Linked DNA regions of Gossypium hirsutum: region 2 is linked to region 1. The links are chromatin contacts, called in public Hi-C maps. All regions are on one chromosome and are shown on one strand. The core of a region is the stretch at or near the end of the contact, and the rest is flanking DNA. Distances in the headings are between cores, read along the strand shown. Region 1 has its middle 3.9 kb from the start of LOC107894068. Region 2 has its middle 9.7 kb from the start of LOC107894070.

Evidence for each region. Hi-C and Micro-C count contacts between places; a contact is called where the count stands out from the background.
Region 2: a contact with region 1 is called in a Hi-C map of petal, with 1.6 times the contacts expected there. The contact joins two enhancer-like sites. A contact is called at or near these places in 5 of 34 Hi-C or Micro-C datasets (fibers, hypocotyl, leaf and 1 more).

What each region holds. Positions count from the first base shown.
Region 1 is chrA13:13,966,767-13,973,729 of Gossypium_hirsutum_v2.1, forward strand. No RefSeq gene overlaps it. Among protein-coding and RNA genes, the nearest start is that of LOC107894068, 3.9 kb to the right of the region's middle. Within about 2 kb of position 3,000, at least 2 of the 9 cell types and tissues checked have an H3K27ac peak or open chromatin away from gene starts, as enhancers often do.
Region 2 is chrA13:14,015,238-14,022,200 of Gossypium_hirsutum_v2.1, forward strand. No RefSeq gene overlaps it. Among protein-coding and RNA genes, the nearest start is that of LOC107894070, 9.7 kb to the right of the region's middle. Within about 2 kb of position 4,429, at least 3 of the 9 cell types and tissues checked have an H3K27ac peak or open chromatin away from gene starts, as enhancers often do.

The sequences.
Region 1 (6,963 bases), core at 1,750-4,249:
TTTTACAAAAATTCCAATTTCGTCCTTTTTCCATTACTAATCTTTTTTTCTTTAACTTAAGCTTCATATTCTCTTTTAATCAACACATTAACAATTTCTAACTCATAAAATTCATTATAAAACATGAATTTTGAGCTCTATTCAACTTAGTCCCTATTTAAACCTAACTTAGAAATTCCTTTAACTAATCACTTCTAACTTCAATTTCTATCAATTTAACCCATAAAACCTCAATTTATTCAACTAAATTAATATCTAAAAATTCTCTATTTTTCTTCATTTTAACCTCATAGATGTAGAACTTTGAATTAGGCATCCATAAACATAAAAATCATAAGAAAATGAGCTAAAACAACTTACCAATCAAACTTTAGGGCCTTAATCCTCAAATTTCCCTTTTTATTTCTTTCTTTCTTTCACGTTTGCTCTCTGTTAGTCTTTCTATCTTCTTTTTCTATTTTATCAATTTTACTTATTATACTATTATTAACCTATAATAAATATAAAACTAACATGTGTAATAGCTATAACATAAAATATCTTATAGCTATTACACATATATACCAACTATTACACACGTTATTCAATATTAACACACACATGGCACTTAGGGTCTAATTACTAGATTAGTCCCTTTTACTTCTTTAATCTATAATTAAACTTTTATTCCTTATGCAATTTAGCCCTTTAAACTAAATTCAAGCTACTTCACTTAATTAAACACTAAATAACCATTCAACTATAATTCATAAATATTTCTAATAAATATTCATGAATAAATTTCACGGAAACAGTACTCAAGACTCAATTTCCGATACCGTAACTTTCGGTTCATTACAATTCAACTCGACTCGAACTTGAAATCCGGAATTTCTTATTCGAGTTGACTCGAATAATTCGAATAACTTGAATAACTTGATTCGATTAACTCGAAATTTGAAAAATTTTTGATTTTTTTGAATCGAATCGAATTTTGCTCACCTCTACCTGTAGGATTAATATTTACAATTCAATTGACATATTTCATGTTTCATTTATGGAAATAATCCATTTTGATTTTTTAATAAATTAAAATGGACTAACTATTAAATTTATGGAAAAAAAAATTTCAAACGTTAAATTTATATTAATAAAGGTAATATTTTAAATCAATATGATGAAGATATTGAATCGATACGAAAAAAACACCAATGGCAAACACAATTATATTTAATAAATATAATAGTTTGGTTGTTAAATTTATTCTTACAAAAAATTATAGAAGTGTGTAAAACTAGTTAAAATTTGCACTAGTGTAAATAAATCCCTCCTATATATTATATATAATTATTTGATATATTGGTAATGGATATTTTTAACTCTAAACACGAGATTAAGAAACTATTTGTATCCTTAATTGATAATTGAAAAATAAATAAATAACACACATCACGATTTTTAATTTCATTAGTAAAATTAAAAATCTTTATATATATATATATTCTTTGGTTAATAGCATGATTTTAAGTTCATAGCATGATTTTATCACCTAACGGAAGGATGAAATAATTGTGACTTTGAACTTAAAATTTTTTTCTATATCATTTTGGCCATTATCCTTCAAAATTAAGTCCAATTGTATTTTTTGATGAAAAGTTGACTAAATTGTTAAAATTTCTAAAAATTAAAAAATTATATAAAAGTTAAAAAATACAAAAAATAAAGAATTTTTTTTTTTTGTAAAAAAATAGGTGATGATGTGGTTTAATCTCAGAGTGCCATATCATTACACTTTAATGAGGGACCATATCGAAAAAACCTGTCAAGTTTTGGGACTAATGTTGGCCAAATAAAAAGTTCAAGGACCAAGGTGGAAAAAGTTACCAAGCCCAAGGATTAAATGTTGCTTTGTCCTAGAATTTTACATCACTTATGTGGCAACTCACATGGCATTCAATGTATTCTTCAAAAAATTTAAAAAAATAAATTTTCAAAAAGTTTCCAAAAAAGCTCATAATAATTTTTTAAAATTTATACACATAAGCAATGAAATATGTTTGAACTGCATGCAGCTTGCCACGTTAGTGTTGTTAAAAAAATAACATTTTAGTCAAATTTTTTGTCCATAAAAGAAGCATTTTAGCTAAATTTTATTAAAAGTTGAGGGTTAAAGTGATAAAAAGAAAAGGATAAGGGTTAAAGTGACAAAATGAATTAACATTAAGGACTAAATTTATCATTTTACCTTACCTATCTAATGTTAAACTTTGCTCCCATTTAGTTTTTTATACATATATATATATGTGTGTTAAAATATACTCTAAGTCACAATACTTTTTATACATTTGAAATTTAGTTCATTTAATTTTCAAATTTAAAAAAGTTGAGTCCAATGGTCAAACACGGTTAATAATTCCTACTAAATTCAAGTTCATTACAATATACATTTTTTTATATGATTATTAAGTGAATATTTTTTTTAATTTTAAAATGTTAAATCAATAAATTTGATAAAATATTTTTTTAAAGCATTAATAATTGAACTTGAATTTTAAACTTTTAAAAATATAAAATTAAACTTTTAGAAATAAAAAAAACAAACAAAATTTGAATATACAAACTTGAAGTCTATTTTAGGCATAAAAGAAATTTGTAAACCTAAATTTCATTTCTTAAACAATGCACGAGCATGAGTTAGGATGAGATTTAGAAAGCCAAAATAATGTAATTCAGTGCCCACAAAAAAAAATAAAAATATAGTTAGGCAACTTTTAGGTGGTAATAATGGTTCAATTATTGGGAAACTTGGGTAATGGTGCCTATCTTACGTATTCCCAACTTCCATCTTTTATTCTTTTTTATTTTTATTTTAATTCCCACTTACACTTTCTCTCTTATTTTTCTAGCATATCAGTTTTGGTTCTTCTTTGTACCCTTTTCCGACCATTAACACCATTAAACTATAAATCCCTCTCTTTTCCACTCTCATACATTATTTCATTTTAATATTATAATATTTTTAAAGAGCCTGGAGACCAAATTCGAGATTAATGTCAATTGAAAATTTGAATTAAGGATAGAGACAGAGGATAGGTAAGAGCTTTAACCTCTAAAATTGATAGAATTATCATTTAATCCCTTTAAAATTTAAGAAATTACAAATTAATATAATAATAAAATTATACTTTAACCCTCCAAATTTATAAAGGGTAGAGTTGTTTAGGGATCAATTCGGAGACCTAAGGGGCAAGTAAGGCCTTAACCATAAAAATGATAAATTTATCGTTTAGGCCTTTCAAAAGTTATGAAATTTTAAATTAATACAATAATAAAATAACACTTGACTCTTAAAATTTTATAATTTAATTTTTACCAATTCCTTAAAATAATTTTCTAATTTCAACATAAATCCATTGTCTATCATAATGCATAATGAAAGTGAGTCTAAAAGAAAGTTTTAAACAATATCATGGGTATAAAATTATATCCCAAGGGATAATTAAGGTAAAGAAAGTGGAAGGAAAAACTTGTTCATAAATTTTAAATATATAAATTGATTGCAATGGCATTTGGATGGATTGATGATATATATAATTGATGCTCCATGTCTTTTGAGCGTGCTTAAAGGATATATACACATCTACCACTCTTCTTCTTCCACTTGTTTATTCACAATGCGACCATATGAAATTAATATTGTTTTGAAAGAAACATTTACAATCCCCAAAACCCATTGTTTTGATTTGATGTAGCATCCTAGGGATGGCAATCATAGGTGCTCTTTCTTTTTCTTTTTGCGTTCATCTTAATTCAATTTTTATGTTTTTCACCTTGAAATGCTTAATTTAGATTTTATTTACAATTTTTAAACTCACATAATCTTTTTATTATTATGAATTTCAGAAAAGTTAATTTAGTTGTCCATAAATATATGAACTTGAATTGTTGAGTTTTGCTTGTTGCATATGAACTGTTAAATTACTGATTTTTATTAATTCCTTGTCTAAAATTGATAAACCTCAAAAATTTAATATTAATGTTTAAAATTTGGGCTAAATTCTAAGATTTCATAAAGTTCATGGACCAAATTCCGAAGTAGAAATAATTTAGTTATCAATTTTCATAAAGTAGAAATAAAAAACCTACCACTTACTAGCCATGTAATTAAAACAAGATGTAAACTTAAATTTAGCAAAAGAAAAAAAAAACAATATTAACGGTTGGACTTAAATTTTGTAATCCAAAAAAAAAGGGGATTAAATTCTTGGAAATACAAGTACATGGACTAAATTCCTAATTATCAAAACGTCAAGGGACTATATACTTTAACCACATAATTATTATCTCATAATAATTTTTAAAATATTAAATAAAGTAAATTATAAAATCTTATAAAAATTATTTAATTAAAATATATAAAAATAATTAATGAACCTACAAAACATGAATAATTAATCACTTGACTTACTCTAATGAATACATTAAGAAACCCAAAAAAAAAATTAAAATGTTATAAACTCTTATAAAAGTTTAAGAAATCTAATTAAAATATATGCAACAATTAGTGTTGTTTTGGTAAAATTTTCAATACGAACGAGTTTGATATAAACCCTAACCCATGCCCAAAAATTTTAATTGAAAACTTGCTTTGCCCGTAGACTCGGTTTTCAATCATTTACCTTATTGGATAAAAAATGGGGTTATTTTGCCATTCGCATTTGCAAGTATTTTTCAGTTTAAAAAAGTTTTGGTCGAATCATACAAAATAAAATCAACATCAATACAATTTTAAGGTTTGTTTATTAAACAAATATTATGAACAAAATTTGTTGAATTTATTTATATTCGTGGATAAATTTACTTATATTCATTTAAATTTAATTTAATAAATCCATTTAAAGCTTGTTTTAAAACACATTTATTATTAAATTATTATATACTAATAAAATTATTATTGGTTGTATATTTATTTTATTCATTTATAATATAATAAATAATACTTATATTTGATTATTTTAAATCTAAAAAATAAGATATATGTTTATTTGTTAATTATTCATCAACATTTTCTCAAATATGTTTGTTTAATTTAAATGAACAAACTTAAAATTACATAATTTTAAATAAATGAATGTAAAGAATACACGAATAAGTTTAAAAATAAACAAAATTTATTCATTCAAATTCAATTCATCTAAGCCCTAACTCTAAAATAAAATAAATTTTTTTATTTAAATTAAAATTTTAAAAAGTAATATCTAGAATTGTTGTAAAGTGTAGGTTTAGAGGTCGCCCCTAGGGTTGATTAGTTTTGATATAAACATAGTTGAATGTTATATGAAAAATAAAATAGGGTTAAGCCAAAAAAGAATGAGATCAGCCGCCATATTAGGGGTTAAAATATAAGATTACAAGCAATCTTTGCTTTTAAACTAATCTTCCACTGAATTAGGGGTGGAAAAGTACATGTGTTACTGTTGTTTTTATTTAGCTTATGATTGGACAACAAAAGAAACACTACTTTCTGCACTATATGCTTGCTGATTATGTCTGCAGAGAAAAGATAAAGTAAATCTAATAAAAAAGCATAAAAACCCTGGATTCTAAAGTTGCATGCTTTTCTTTTTTATTTCTACAAGTTTAGCACTAAGGTCTTTTCATCATTTTTTAACTTATTTATCTTCTAGGTTTCGAAAACTATAAATATTATATCACTTTAATTTATAATTAATGATTGATTTTCAAAGTGTAATTACAGTAATAAATCATATATATTACTAAGAAAAATAATAATTATATTTTCCTACGTTTTTTTTGTCAAAAAAATCAAAGGGTCAAACAAGTTAAGTTTTATTACAATTACTTAAAATACTTTTGGATAACATCCTTTTGATTAGGTATGACTTCGAATATGCCTCAAGGTTTTTCTACTTTTTTTTTTTATAAATTTTATATAATAATATAAAAAAATTAATTTTAACATAACTTAATTACTTAACTTTTTTCTAATTATAAATTTTAACTATTTATTTAAGATTGATTTGATGCAAATATATAATTCAAAAATAAATAATAATTTTAAAAAAAATGTAAATACTTTTTAATAATTTATTTTAATGATCTAAATCGTGCTTTTAATTTTTTCTTTACATTGATAATACATCAAATAACAACACTTAATTAAATATGGAATCCAATTCCAAGGTTGAGATCATGTCATTGCAAGTTATGTTAAACTTTTTGAGCACCTCTTTGATTTGGGAAAATTTCTTAATGGGATCACATTGTAAATTTGTAGAAAAAAAATCGTAGAACGTAGCTTCTTTTTTCAATTGAAAATTGATTCGAATCCCAATCCTATTAAATTGTAATCTTTTAGTATAAAAATAATCATCGTAATATTGTAGGAAAAAAATATTTGATTTCAAAATAGATAAAAAAAATCATGTTAGTGGTTTATGTATTTCAAAGAAAGCGAAATTGTATTGTATATGGAACCATGGTTTCTTTTACAGATCCTTTAGGAATCTATTTTTTTTCATACTCTATTTTTTTTCCCTTAAAATTTTGTTAAAGTATTTTTTGGATTATTTAATTTGAGGCCCCTTTTATTATTTGGAATAAAAGATTTTGACAAAAAATGACACATGACACTTTATAATTGGGCCACATTTCCACGTTGATAAACAAAGTAAAATTTTAAATACCAAAATAGCCATTTTCAAAATAAATGTACCATATTAGAAGATACTATAGAATACAGGGACTAAATATGGATTATCCTTTTTCATTCTAGGCTTTCCATTCTTCCCTCTTAATTCCACGTGCCAAATCATTAAAGTTAAGAAAAAAGCCAGCTGTCAAACATTGAGTGCCAAACATCTGCAATGCTCTCAATGTACTTTGTTTTTATATATGTTATAGATATGAATAATTATAATTTGCATTAATTATTATAAGGCAAAATATAATCGGACTTAAATA
Region 2 (6,963 bases), core at 3,179-5,678, 50 kb after region 1:
CCACACTACAAAGATCAAATGTGATAAAAAAGACAAAAAAGAAAAGATATGGGAAGAAAGAAAACATGCTACAATAGCATACTCAATTTACTAAGCCTAAAACACTTTTGATGAGTAAACTTTTGACTAAAAATAACTATTTTATCATTATGTTAACTTATAATTCTGTAATCTTTGTAAGGATTAAAATATAAATTTATTATTTTTAAGGGCCAAGGCCTTTGCTTGTAGAAATATTTATGGGTTGAGTGAAGTTATACCTATGCATGGTATCAATACCATATATAGTTTCCCAAGTCTTATCTGACCTAAGATAAGGATCTCAAATTTTATCCAAACCCACCCATATTTGTAAATGGCTGACCTAATTCTACTTAGGCCCACCCAATATTTTTATTTAATATTTATTAATTATATATTTTTTATTATCATTATATATTTTTATTATATTTTTAAACATAAAGAAATTAATATAATTTTAATATTTACATTATAATATATGATATTTAATTTTTCTTATGTTATAAAATACATAATTTACAAAATAAATGAGGACATATATTATATAAACTTAAAAATGATCTACAAATCCCGAAAAGATTAGTCCCTATAGATTATAAAATGAGTATAAAGGATACATTAATTTTAAAAAAAGAAAAGAAAAAAGAAGATTGAGTTTAGTTAGACTTACACTTTGAATATTTAAACATGAACTTGACTATATTTTAAACCAACTTAAATTTTTTACCTAAATTTCTTTTTCAATCTAATATTTTTATCTAAAATTTTAAATCTCAAGTAAATTTTAGAATTTGAATGAATAGTGATATGTTTGAATAGGTATTCCGGCCGTGCTATTATCTTTACAAACCAAACGTAATTAAATCATGCAAGAAAGTCAACTTTCATAACAAGTCTCCCTTGCCCCTGGAGAAAGAGAGGTGAAGAGAATGTGAGATATTGGGGGCATAAAATAATGAAACAAGGTTGACCCATGCGGGTTGTTGCCGTTGTGGGGGGACTTAGCCACTTGAGTATATGCAGGAAATAATCATTCATGGTGTGTGCCATATGAAAGTAATAAGCTTAGCTATGAGAGTCCCATGTCAGTGCAATGATTAAGCATTTGCCTTCATGTATGTGTTTTTCCTTTCATTTCTTGCATGGTCTGCCAACAGAATCATGCGTGAACAATAACTAAAGAAGCAAATTCATCATCATCATCATCGTCATGGCCCAAGGGGAAAGCAGTCAGCTCAAACCAGCATCACACATAAAACCCCATACAATTTACCAATTTTCACACAGATAGTGCTCCACTCATGTATCCAAACATTCATGTACATACATACATATATATATTCACACGACAGGTGAAAATATTAGATTTTAAGTTGGGATGTAAACCCTACTTTAAATTCTAAACTCAAGAGTTTAAATTTTAAATTCAAGAAGTATTAATATTAATTTATAATAGTTATAATTAATTAATATTTAATTATGTTTAAATAAAACTATTAGTATTTATTTATAAATTTATAATTTTTTGTTTTATTTAATGATAATGTGTCATGTTATTATTCACTAATGGTATATGAGATTCATGCACCGATGGTTTATCAAATATTATTTCATGATATATATTATTTTGGAGAGGTTGACTTCATTGGATGAAGTTTGGAAAGTCTTATCCACCGGTCCTTTCAACAGGTTGATAATGTCTTCAGGGGGGAGGGGGGAGGGGGCATCTCTGGCTCTATCGAGACTCGAATGCCTAAACAGGCCGCAAGTTAACAAAGAGAGAGCTCCTCATTGGGTGCTTAAGAAGGTGAACCATGAGTGTTGAGCATGGTTGGACTTGAACCCATGCCTTAGAGCTTATAAGCCATTTTTGGGCGAGTCATTCTCAGCATGTGTAATGCGCATAGTTTATCTTTTCAGGAACCCAATGAAATGTTCCTACTTTGTGAACCCACTATCTCTTCAAGCACTTGAATCTCGACAAAATCAAAAGACAAAACCTCTCTCCAAAAATAATACTGACTCGATGAAGAATTTATCAACTCCCTATAAATAATACTTCGTAAACTTCCTTCAATAGAGTAAACCTCCCTCATCGTATATGCATATGTACAACATACACTGTTGAGCCTGGATTTATTGACAAAGAGAGACTTTGGAAACTTTGAAGTGTGAAGTTAAATCTCTTTTGATTTGTTTAATAATACATAAATATATAATTAATTATAAATTATCTTTCGTATAGCTGTAATTTAAAAAAAAGAAAGAAAGAAACGCGAATCGAGTATAAATATATAATATGCAGAAGTTTGGGAGGTTCCTGCAATTGTGGATGATAATGTATATGGTCTGGTCCACGGATTTACACGCTTTAGATGGACCTCTCTTATCATAATGAATGGAGAAAAATAAAGGAAAATTTGATTGATGAAAGACAGAGAAAGTGACTATTGCAACCATAATTAACTAAGAAATATCAATCACTACTTTAATTTTTATTTCAGTTTAATTATAAATTTCATCTCTTTATTTTATAAATAAAAAAATGAGAGGTTACTCTTTTTTATTTTAATTTATCACTTTCGTACTTTATAAAAATTAAAAAATTAATTTATTTGGATAATTTATTTCTTTTTTAAGTTTGGATAAACTTTTTAAACTTTAATGTTAAATCGAAAACTTAGAAACAATAATTTATATGCACAAATTAACAAAAGTTAATAACTGGGTTGTTTATATGCACCAAATTAACAAAAGTTAATAACTCGATTGTTTATATGCACCAAATTAATAAAAGTCAATAACTCGGTTGTTTATATGCAACAGATAAGCAAAAAATAATAAATTAAGTTCATGTGTATGGAATGATGGTTAAAGCTCTTGTTGGACACCCGTTTGACATGGGTTTAAATCATATTATCCCCATTTCCTACCCCAAATATTGTAAAAAAATGCATAGGGATAAATTTAGCACCCAATGATTACTTATTTTGTGATTTTGGCCCTTAACCTTTAAATTTTAGTCAAATTGCTTGCTTTTGAGCAGAAAAATTGACCGAGCTGTTAAAATTTAACGGCATTGATGTAGCCACTAGCATAGTTGTCCACATATAATTCATAAATTTTCAAAAAATAAAAATAAATAAATTTCAAAAGACTTCATAATAATTTTTAGAAAATTTATCCATATTAGCAGTGAAGTATATGTAAAGTCTCACGTCATTGCCATTAAAATTTTAACAATTCGATCAATTTTCCTATCAAAAGACAAGCAATTTGACTAAATTTTAAAGGTCGGGGAATGAATTTATCTTTATGCAAAAAAGAAATTGATATATTTACTGACGATTGACCTAACTTTTAAATTTTTTGTAGAGTTTAATGATTAAATTATGAGGAATAGTTAGAATTCAGGGACTAACTTTAAAGATTTTAGGAATAAAATTTGTAATCAGACCTTTACAATTTAATTGCTTGAAATTTCATTTAATGTTTCCATCATATTATGATCATTATACTCTTTAACACCTTTCTTTTATTGATTTTAATTATCAATGATTAAAGTATAATTAAGATCTCCATTGCCTACACGTATAAATAAATAAAATATTTACTAATCCTATTTAAGGTCATCCACGTGGGAGTCTAGGAAACATTTTCTTCTTCTATGCTTTGCTTTTTAACGATAATTTAAAATATGTATTATAATTTTTAGTTTTCGTGTATGAATAAAATTTATAGTATGTCAAGATTATTGTGATAATCTGATTTCGTTGAAAAATTTGCATAATAAATTTAAGAATTTTGTATGCCCATTTTGTGGCTTTTCTCTGTATGCCCATTTTGTGGCTTTTGTAGATTTGGTTTTGGAGTTTTTGTTTGTTTTTTGAAATATGGAAGAAATCTTGGCAGACTTGCAAATCGAAAAAGAAGTGGAGAGTGGGGAGACTGAGTTGTGGGAGATTGAACAAGAAGAAAATCCAATGGAGCAATCCTCTAACTTTTGTTTAGTAGGTTGTTTTCTTACAGTAACAGTTATCAACTTCCAATCGATGCGTACGGTGATGGCTAATCTTTGGCATCCTATTGGAGGGGTTTCTATTACTGATATTGGAGAAAAAAAGAATTCTTTTTTTATTCTACTGAGAAGTTGACAGAGATAGAGTGGTTAAAGGGTCACCATGGACTTTTAACAATCACTTGCTTATTATTTCAGTACTAAAGGAGGAGGGTGCCCGTTAGAAGTGCCTCTTTATCATGCAAATTTCTAGGTTCAGATCCATAGTCTTCCTTCAGGCTTGTATTAAGAGGATATTGCGAGACAGTTTGGTCATTTTATAGGTTCTTTTATGGAGTACGATACAAAAGTTATTATAGTAGGGCTACGAAATCTCATGAGAATTAGAGTGCAGATGGATGTCCAAAAACCATTAAAGAGACGAAAGAGATTGCTGATTGCCAAGTCGAAGGAATGTTCTGTCAATTTCAAATATGAGAAGTTAACGACGTTCTATTTTTTATGTGGCTGATTAGGACATGGGCAAAGCTTCCGTCCGATTCGTATGTAACAAGGGAGTAAGGATTTTCCGATGGGATGGGATATTTCTCTGAAAGCTCTTCCACGACGAGCGGCTGCTGGAGGTAGTCATTGGCTAAAGGAATCCGGTTATGATTAGGGAATAATTGCAGGAGCATCAGGATCTAATTAAGGAAGTGATTGTAGGAATCAGCAGATTCCTAATTTGATGTGCAATTATAGAGCTAATTTGGGGTTAAACTTGATGGGCAAATCCCTTTCTCCTCAAGATAACAGCATTAATGAGGTGGATATTATGGAGGAATGAGGAATTAATAAGGAATGGCCCATTTTAATCAATGAAGGAAAAAAATTGAGGTCTAATTTTATTCCGGAAGTTTCCTTACAAAGGGGTTCTACTTAGTTACAAAGGGAATGGACCAACAGTTGCCCAAATGATGTTCAGCCGAGTATTATGAAAATCATAAACTGGAACGTCCGTGGACTGGGGAATCCACAGCTGGTTCGACATGTTTAGCATATGCTGAAGGAATATTGTCCCCATATTTTTTTCTTTATGGAAACAAAAATTAATGTGTACAGAATGGAGAGAATAATGAAAAAATTTGGGTTTCAAAACGGAATTGAAGTCTCGGCTAATGGTATTAGGGGAGGTCTTTCTCTTGGATGGACAAATAAGGTGGATATTAGACTTATGGGTTAGAATGATAATTGCATTGATGTTATGGTCACTAATAATCGAAATAAACCTGAATGGCATCTCACGGTTTTTTTACGGAGCTCCTAATGTTAGAGATAGAGTTGCTTCCTGGAATCTGTTAAGAAATCTCGGTCATAATTCTTTTGCAGCATGGGTTGTTTTAGGTGACTTTGATAAAATTCTTTCAAATCAAGAAAAATGTGGAGGGAGGTATAGAGAGGAGAAGCAAATGGATATATTCAGAGAGGCTTTGGATTACTGTACCCTCACGGATCTTGGCTATCAAGGACGCTGGTATACTTGGGAAAGGGGGAATTTTGAGTCAACCAACATTTGAGAAAGATTGGATAGAGGGCTGGCAAATCTCCGATGGTACAATCTTTTCTCTAATTATAAACTCCTTCATTTAGATAATTCTATATCGGACTATTGCCCTATTTTTCTTGATACAGATTCTTCTGAGGGTAATAGAAATGAAGTCAAAGATCGGGGTTTCCAGTTTGAGAGAATGTGGCTATTGGAAGAGTCATGTGAAGAGGAAGTTCAATCCCTTTAGGATATGAATAAGTATTTAAAGATCCCAAATCATCTCCATGCAGTTGGCGAAGGATTACGTAATTGGGCTTGGAGGATTAGAAGGGAGAAAAACCATAAGACTAATTCTCTAACGCGTAGATTGAATGCTCTTTATAATGCTCCCCCGGATGATGAGAAATTGGAAGAAATTATTGAAACAAAGCTCGATCTCAATCTGGAAATTGATAAAATAGAATTATATTGAGAACAGAAGGCTAGATCAAATTGGCTCCAGTATGGTAATCGTAATACGAGTTTTTTCCATAGTTTAGCTTCCACTAGACGTCGAATGAACAAGATTTCGAGAACCAAGGGTTAGGATGGCTCGTTTATTACTGATGAGAATGAAATGATGAAGACTGTAGTCAATTATTTTAAAGATTTATTTACTAGCTCTTGATAGAGTGATGATGATACTGTGTATGAGGGGGTACCTTACAAGATCTCCTCCTCTATGAATGAGCATCTTTTGCGTGTTTTCAATGTGGAGAAAATTAATGAGGCTCTTCGTGAGATGGGTCCGACTAAAACGACGGGATGTGATGGTTTCCATACTATTTTCTTTCAAAAGTTCTGGCATATAATTGGGCAGGATGTGAAAAAGTATTGTTTACAAGTCCTTAATAGGGAGATCTCGCTAAATGAGGTAAATTTTACCAATATTATTCTTATTCCCAAAGTAAATGATACGGATATGATGTCTTTATTTCGTCCTATCAGTCTATGTTCAATTTTATACAAAATAATTTCTAAGACCATTGCTAATAAGTTTAAAATGGTTTTGGATCAGTGTATTACCCATGTCCAATGAGCATTTGTGCCTGGAAGACTTATTTTGATAACGTTCTAGTGGCATATGAGGTTTTACATCCGTTGAAGAGGAGAAGTAAAGGGAAAAAAGGCTCATTTGCTCTTAAGCTCAACATGAGTAAAGTTTACGATCAAGTGGAATGGAGTTTTTTTGGAAAGAATGATGATACAAATGGGTTTTGCAAATGAGTGGATTAGTTTGGTTATGCATTGTATATCATCGGTTTCTTACGCGGTCAATTTTAATGGGTTTTCAAGTGAAAGATTTTTCCCTCAAAGGGGACTGCGTCAAGGTGATCCTTTAAGCCCCTACCTTTTT